2 separate regions of the Mustela erminea genome follow, and region 1 is linked to region 2. Evidence: chromatin contacts called from public Hi-C data. All regions are on one chromosome and are shown on one strand. Each heading gives the region's core, a stretch centred on a gene start, on an enhancer-like site or on the middle of the called end of the contact. The rest is flanking DNA. Distances are from core to core; before and after follow the strand shown. Region 1 holds the start of INCENP (inner centromere protein). Region 2 holds the start of TMEM258 (transmembrane protein 258).

Region 1 (3,900 bases), core at 838-3,337, 280 kb after region 2:
CCCTGAGATCATGACCTGAGCAGAAATCAAAAGTCAGATGTTTAACCGACTCTGCCACCCGGGCACCAGGTGAGGGGGATCAGTTCTGGGGAAATTCAGTCTGATGCAGAAAGCAAGAGAACACACAGTTTTTCTTATTGCCAAGGCTGTGACTTACAAGTCGTTCTTCTAGAGTAGTTTGGTATTGAGGGGAAAACTAAAAAGAGATTCCTTATCTGACCCCTTCTTTTTTCTTTTTTCACGAACGGACATCAAGTCAAGGTGAGGCATCTATTCAAAGAGCCCTGGATCCACACACAGACAGCTACTGCCTCCTAGTGGACACTGACACGGCATTCATGTCTAAATTCAGAGATTGTGACTGGATTCCCCAGATGCTCCAAGAATTCGCCTTATAAGCCGCAGGGACCTGAAGAAGCCACCTGTTTCACTTCCTTCACTTCGATAGGAATGTTGAGGCTTGAAGTCACTCAGCGTGGCCCAGGGTTTTTTGTCCCATTGCATCACACTCCATCTCCATTCGGCTGCCTGGGCTCCACCTCCCCCTGTAGACCTTATGCGTGGTGAGAACTGCCATTACCAGTGGCTGCGAAAGAAAGATAGCAGCCCCCCATGTAGGTTTGCCTCCCCCTGAAACTTCAGTTGCTGGAGGATGTCTCAGACACTGTCATGTGACCTAAGAAAGCAAGAGCACGGAAGAATGCCATGGAACATGAAGTCAGAGATTAGGGTATCCCAAAGACCACGGGCCAACCACCAGAACCTTCAGGAGAGCATCTCGGATTCTCCTTTCAAGCCCTCTCAGGAGGGACCAGCCCTGCCAACCCCTTGATCTTGCACTCTGACCCCTAGAAAGGTGAGACAATACATTTTGGTCACAGGAGCCACTCAGTTTGTGGGACTTTGTTACTGAAGCCCCAGGAAACTCACGCAGGGTTTGCAGAGCATTCCCTGCTGAGCCCTTTCCAGTCGGTCAAATACACGTTGAAGCTGCAGAACCAAGTTAACTTGCCTTTTCTCCCAAGTAGCCCATGAATGGTGACATTTCAAAATGTGAACAGGACCTATGTTCTAAGCATTTCAGAACTTAGCATTTCAGAATCATTAGCTGGAAGGAATGTGGTCCAACTAGTCATTGTGAGTAGGAACACCTTAAACACTATCTCCTTCGGCCAACACCAGAAAGGAGGTAGGGCAGCCCAGAGCCACACAAGAGAGTCTGTAAAAGAGATGAAGACTTGGAATGGAGCAAAGAATTAATGCACATGAGACCTTCAATCATTGGAGTTACGGTGAGGTGCTCCTTACGGGTCTTGAAACAAAGGAAACAGGATTGTGAGGTCAACTCGAAGATACTTGTTGGAGCAGAGAAATTCGAATTCACCCAAACAATGCAGAAAGAAGGTCTGAGCAGCAAATGCTAGCATTTCCTTTCCCAGGGCTCTCCCAGGAGATACTGAGTGATAGTCACCAAATTTTGAGTATTTCCTGTTCCAGAGGAAAGGATTTCTCTTAGGCGGAGATGGATATAAGGAGTATGGCTGACCTCGTGCATCTCTTTTTTTTTTTTTTTTTAAAGAGTTTAACTAATCTCTACACCCAAAGTGGGGCTCAAACTTACAACCCCAAGATCAAGAGTCACTTGCTACAACAACTGAGCCAGACAGGCACCCCACGACCTCATGCATTTCCAATCCCATCTGTAAGACTTTCCCCATCAAGCTCTCAGGTTGATGCCATTAGGCTGTGATTCATTCATCTCCCACGCCTTCCCATGCCGATTCCAGTAGCAGGACAACTTTCAGATTACATCTGGCTTCCATTGTGCTTCAGGGAAAGAAACATATGATTATATCCAGGCTCATTCTGGCTGCTCAAGACAATGGTTCCTCATTAATAAATCCTTTGCGAAAGAGTTTTGGGCTATTTCCCTCTGTGCCTTGCTTCTCAGGAAGACTGCACAGATAATACACAAGGATTGTAGTCCGATGAGGTTTATCTTTCACTGCAAATGAATACACTTGATCTTAGCCAAAAGGCCGAGAAGCGATTCACTGCAAATGAATAGACAGACACTCTCTTATTAACTTTCCTTCAGCCATTATCATAAGGCGGCAACAAAAAAGAGTGTTTTTTTTGTTTGTTTTGTTTGTTTTTTTACGACCTCAATACAGAGGCTCCCCAAATAAAACACACATCACAGAGGACTTCCTCTACCAGCTGTGATGAAGGAACAGGACAAATTCCTCTACCAGCCGCGATGAAGGAACAGGGCAAGGGACAAGACCTGTCTTAAACAATGGTAGAAATGGACCTCCACAAATGAGACCCTTCTTTTTACGCCTTGGACCGAAGGAAGAGCCAGAGCGTAATCACTGATGTAAGGAAACATCTGGGATTGAGCCCCTGGACTGCTTGGTCTCTCTCTCCTGAGGTGGTGCCGTGAGCTGAAGCCCCGCGGAGTTGCAGATGCAGAGCTTTGACCCACGGACAGCTGAGGTGGTTGGAATCTTTGGGACAGAACAGCGCTCAGCCCGGGTATACTAGTTGGATGATAAGATTGTTGGTAATTCCTGTACAATAACTTTGAAGAATCTGGTGGTGCCCTTGAGAGTGGCCTTTGTGCGTCAAAAGGTAAATCGAGAGTGACTGGATTTTGTTAAAATATTTAGTTTATTCAAGTTAGATGTTAAAACCCTGATTCGTCTTGAAGTTTTAAAGTTCATTTTACATGTATAAAGCTAGTAAATTTTAAATATTTTAAAAATATTTTTAAAATTTATGTATTTATTATTTATTCTTAGGGTGCACCAAGGACTCCCTAACTTAGAGAAGGGGCTGGCCGTGTAGCTTCCATCTTTATAATTGCGGTTGCACACATCTCAATTATTATTTCTGGTCCCAGAAGTCAGAAATCCTCTAGCCAGGCACCACAGTTAAAACCAAGCCCAGGCAGAGGTGGACATGACTCCAATGTTACCACCTTGCTTGGCCTTACATGCTAGATCAGGATACTCCTTGCCCAGCACACAGAACAAAGGTTGTTTGATTTCGGTAGTCATTCAGAGCCCACGTTGTATCTTTGACTATAGCTTCTACCCCAGAGGGTTTCAGTGTAGGGAGGAGGTTACATGCAGCCTGGCGGTCTTTGTGCATCAAATTGGGAAACTCTTCCCACAGTGACGGTAAAAAAAACAAAGAAAAGAAAACAGAAAAGAAAGAAAGAAAGAAAAAAGACTTTCTGAGAGTTTTAAGGAAGCCTATTTTATATTCTCCTAGATTTGGCCTGTATGTGCTTTTCTTAAAATATATTTTTAAAGATTTTATTTATTTGACAGAGAGAGACACAGCAAGAGAGGGAACACAGCAGAGGAGTGAGAGAGGGAGAAGCAGACTTCCCACTGAGCAAAGAGCCTGATGCGGGGCTCCATCCCAGGACCCTGGGATCATGACCTGAGCTGAAAGCAGATGCTGAACGACTAAGCCACCCAGGCAACCCTCTCCAGAAAATTCTTGAGCACGAATGGTCAAGTCACACATGACTCTTGGTTTCCTCTCCTTTTGTGATCTCACAGACCTGAGATTGAGACCTGGGTCAGGCTCAGCGTTCAGTGGGGAGTCCGCTTGGGATCCTCTCTCTCTCTCTCTCTTTACTCCTCCCCTTTCTCTTTCTCAATCTCAAATAAATAAATAAATAAATATTTCAAAAGAAAGAAAACAATACAATTCTCAATAGCAACAGAGAGAATTAAATGCTTAGGAGTACACTTACCAAAAAGGTAAATGACCGGTGCACTGGAAATGATTAAACTTTGACGACAGGAAATAAAGAGACGTAAAGAAATGGAAAAACATCCTGTGCCCATGGCCGGGAATACTTGGTATTGTTAAATGTCTGTT
Region 2 (4,296 bases), core at 189-2,688:
TATCTTAAACTAAAGGTGGAACTTTTGCTTTTTCAATATGAGAGAGGAATGGCAGCTCAGAGTCAGAGGCTGACACAGAAGGTGACTGATTGGCTATCCATCGGTGGTCCCTAACATTTTTTGAGACCACTGATGACTATGAAAAAAATGTGATAAAAAGTATGGACCCCCACCCGGGGTAAACCACAAGCAAGAAAAAGTTTGCCTGTAATTTTAGAAACTCTATGGACCCATGTCTGTAGACACCAAGCTCAGAATTCTGCTGTAATTCAGAGCCTGGGCTGGGACCCAATCTCAACTTCTACACCTGTATTCTTCCCACTACGCTATTAATGGAATCTCAGGCTCTACTAGGAAAGACTTCAGTTAATAATCTGGCTCTACTGAATATCACGAGTCTCAGTAAAACAGTTATAATAACACCACTCACAGAGTTGGTGTATGATTTAAGAAAGATGACAAACGTCAAAGCAACTAGCTCACTTCTTGGCATAGAGTAGTCGTTCAAAAAGTGTTTGTTTCCTTCCCAGGCTTACAGGGAAGATTATGAGGTAATGCTTGTGAAGGAGGGCTGTAAACGGTAAAGTTCTGTACAAATGTTGACTTCCATTGTCACTCCCCAGCCAACGCTCCTAATGTCCAGAACATAACAACTCTAGAGAAATAAACTGACCCCATTGTTCTAGGAGACACTGGAATTCAATTCAGTAAACATTTATGGGCTCCCTCCCCCCAAAAATGATAAAGACAATCGCTGCCATTCATTGGGCTTCCAATTGCAGGCCCTGTGTTTGGCACTGGGAATACAAAGATGAATAGACATCATCCCAGAGCTAGAGGCACGTCAGATGGTGGTCACTAGGAGGCGTGGCAGATAACAAAGAAGTCCATGACATGTGGCAAGAGGTCTGTACGGAGGCTGTGGGAGCTCCCAGGAGAGAGCCGCCAAATCGGCCGTCCACCACCAAGAAGGTTGAACATCTGCCCTGGGCCTCGTAGGATGAGTAGGAGTTCAACAGGAGGAAGAAGTTTCCACATAGAGATAACAGCTTAATCACAGGCGACAGAGATAAAAGCTCAAGGTATTAGCAATGCACCTCACACGCCTCACCCCTTAAACGTCAAGAGATCAAAACCTCAGCCTAACGAATCCCAGGCAAGGGGCTTCCCTTCCCGCCCCTAAGCCCAAGCCGGAGGATACAGCAGCCTCCGGCTGTCTGGATCTCGGGCGTCTGAGGCCTTCGCGAGAGAAACCGAGTGTGGAAAGGGCCCCAAGGGGTCCTCACAGCCCCGTCCAGAACGCCCCTCAACCCCCTCACCATCTTGCCAGGCACGGGGTCATCCGCCGCTCCGCCACCGGAATAACACGTCGGCAGGGGCAGGCGCACTGTCCTGCGGAAGAGGAAGTGCCTCCCCCGCGAGTGGCATTGTGGGATTTGTAGGCCTGTGGGTTAGGGCGTAGAGGGGGCTACGGCCTGTGGGCGCCCGCTGTGGAGCTGGGGCAAGGGTACCCCCCCGAGCCGCTGAGAGGGTTCGCTCTCCCCGGCGGGACTGTTTGGCCCAAGGGAAACTGGCCGAGGGGGTCGGGCCCGACCTCACACTTCCCAGGAGGCTGTGCGCGGCGGCGGTCACGTGACGGGAGCGCGGGCTTTGGAAGACGGCGGAGCGCGACAGGATCCGCGGCGGTGCTGAGGTGGGTGCGGGGCTGAGCAGCGTCCTGGGCAGCACCCGACCCAGCGCTACTGTCGAGGCCTCACGCTCCAAAGGCCAGGTGAGACCCCGTGGGAAGCGTGTCCGAGGGCGGGGGGCGGTCCCCCTCACTCTGGGTGTTGGGGCGGGGGCCGGGGGGCCGTCTGCCGCGCGCGGGGCGAAGGCCAGAGCGCGGGCCCGCCACCTTCCCGCTCTGCGACTCGGACCGGTCGCCTAACCTCCCTTCATGTGTGGAAGGCGGGAGATAGCTTGCACTCTATGGGGCCGTTGGGTATTTTGACCAAGGTCCTGGATGAGGAACATTTTGGAGACTTCACTGGTTTAGACCCCTTTCCCGCCTGCCGCTGTTGGGGGCTGCGGGGGGCTGGCCGGCCGGCAGGCACGGACCCCTCGGTAAGCCTTCTAGCAAAGCAGCCGGCCTGAGGCGGGACCCGACGATCGAGTGGCTTCTGCGGGACGAACGGTTCCGGGCACCCCGTGTATGGCAGGAGCCAGAGGATGGCGGGAGGAGGGCACGGCTGAGCAGCAGTGAGAAAGGGCAGGACTTCTCCCGGACTGTGAAGGTAGGTTGGGAAGCAGAGCACGGAGGATCTTGACACCAGGTTGAGTGTTAGGACTTAAGTGGAAGCGGGGATTGTAGCTTTATGATGCTTTAGAAAGAATCCTGAAAAGTGGGAGCAGCGAAAAGGTCTGGTGTCATCTTTCTTGGAGTGTTGGACGCATGCCACCGGTGGACACACGATGGCTTTACTTATTTATTAAGATTTTATTTATTTATTTGAGAGAGAGAGAGAGAGAGCACGAGAGGGGAGAGGGTCCGAGGGAGAAACAGACTCCTTGCTGAGCAGGGAGTCTGCTGCGGGGGCTGCGGGGGCTCTGTCCGGGGACTCTGAGATCATGACCTGAGCTGAAGGCATTCGTTTAACCCACTGAGCCACTCAGGTGCCCCACACGATGACTTTATTTTATTTTTTATTTTTTTTATTTTTTTATTTTTTTATTTTTTATTTGTCAGAGAGAGAGCGAGTGAGAGCGAGCACAGGCAGACAGAGTGGAAGGCAGAGTCAGAGGGAGAAGCAGGCTCCCTGCAGAGCAAGGAGCCCGATGTGGGACTCGATCCCAGGACGCTGGGATCATGACCTGAGCCGAAGGCAGCTGCTTAACCAACTGAACCACTCAGGTGCCCCACACGATGACTTTAAATGGCATCCAAAAAATCCTTTTTAGCAGTCACACATTTGACACTTAAAATATAACTGATATGACACAGGCATTACTGCTTAAGAGGAGTTCTCTTTTTCAACTTACCTTCGTTTTTAAAGCAATGACGTCCCTTTAAAGAAAATATGTGGATGAAAGTACAGGTTTTAGATGGGAGTGGCGAAAAAAATCTGTGAGGGTGGTTTGGGTCTGACCGAAGTTCGGGAAGCACAGCCCTAGGAAATACTTGTAAAGGGGCCCGAACCACAGAAGTGCCACGTGGGAATAAGCAGCTCCAGCTTGCCAGCTTCCTAGATCCGAACCGAGGGTCGGGTAGGAGCCATGGAGTTCACGCTTCAGACTTAGTGGTGGGGAGAAAATACAAAGGGAAAGAGTTAAAATTTCTGGCAACATCGTGGTAGGAGTAGAAACCAGGTGCAGTGCTGAGGGGACACTGAAGGGAGACTTGAGCCGTAATGTGTGAGAAAGCCACGTAACTCTTGTTCGTGTATGTTCTTTGCCAGTCCTCCTTAGGGCTGCCGTATCAGTCAGGATTCTCCAGAGAAACAATAAGGTATAGGATATGGACAAATGTAAGGAGATTTATTTTAAGGAATTGACTCAGGTGATTGTAGAGGTTGGCAAGGTTGAAAAGGATCGGGCTGGCACACGGGCTGGAAACTCATGCAGGAGTTGATGGTGCAGTCCTCAGGCAGAATTTCTTTTTTTTTTTTAAAGATTTTATTTATTTATTTGACAGAGAGAGATCACAAGTAGGCAGAGAGGCAGGCAGAGAGAGAGGAGGAAGCAGACTCCCTGCTGAGCAGAGAGCCCGATGAGGGGCTCGATCCCAGGACCCTGGGATCATGACCTGAGCCGAAGGCAGAGGCTTTAACCCACTGAGCCACCCAGGTGCCCCTCAGGCAGAATTTCTTTGGGAAACGTTATTGCTGCCAAGGCCTTACGGCTGATTGAATGAGGCCCACCCATGCGATGGAGGATAATCTCCTTTGCTTAAAGTTAACTGATGATGTCACAAAATTACCTTCACAACAACACCTGGATTGGTGTTAGAGGAAATAACCGGGCGCCGCAGCCTAGCCAAGTGGGCACATAAAACTAACGGGCACCACTGCTAAGAGGCGGGGAGCCAGAGGAATGGGTTGGGATGTTCAGTGACTGGCATAAAGGTACAGAGGAGGAATGTATGAGTTGTCAGTGAGTTGGCAAGAAGATAGATGACTTCTGTTATTTGGCCACTGTGCACATTCAGCTTTGTATTGTGGTTGCTTTTGTACTTGTGTCATCTCTGTTTAGCCAGTATTTGCTTGTCCTTTAGGGCTTGGTTCTGTCATTATGGTCCCTGGGTTCCTCAGGCCAGGGTAG

The links. Hi-C and Micro-C count contacts between places; a contact is called where the count stands out from the background.
Region 1: a contact with region 2 is called in a Hi-C map of fibroblasts, with 9 times the contacts expected there. The contact joins the promoter of INCENP here to the promoter of TMEM258 in region 2. A contact is called at or near these places in 3 of 3 Hi-C or Micro-C datasets (fibroblasts, skeletal muscle and spleen).

The regions. Positions count from the first base shown.
Region 1 is chr9:104,741,755-104,745,654 of mMusErm1.Pri, forward strand. INCENP (inner centromere protein) reads left to right here and starts at 2,088. Exons shown (of 19, transcript XM_032358467.1): 1 at 2,088-2,380.
Region 2 is chr9:104,461,663-104,465,958 of mMusErm1.Pri, forward strand. It overlaps TMEM258 (transmembrane protein 258), which reads right to left and starts at 1,439. Exons shown (of 4, transcript XM_032356950.1): 1 at 1,320-1,439. The coding sequence starts at 1,322. It overlaps FEN1 (flap endonuclease 1), which reads left to right and starts at 1,565. Exons shown (of 2, transcript XM_032356948.1): 1 at 1,565-1,771.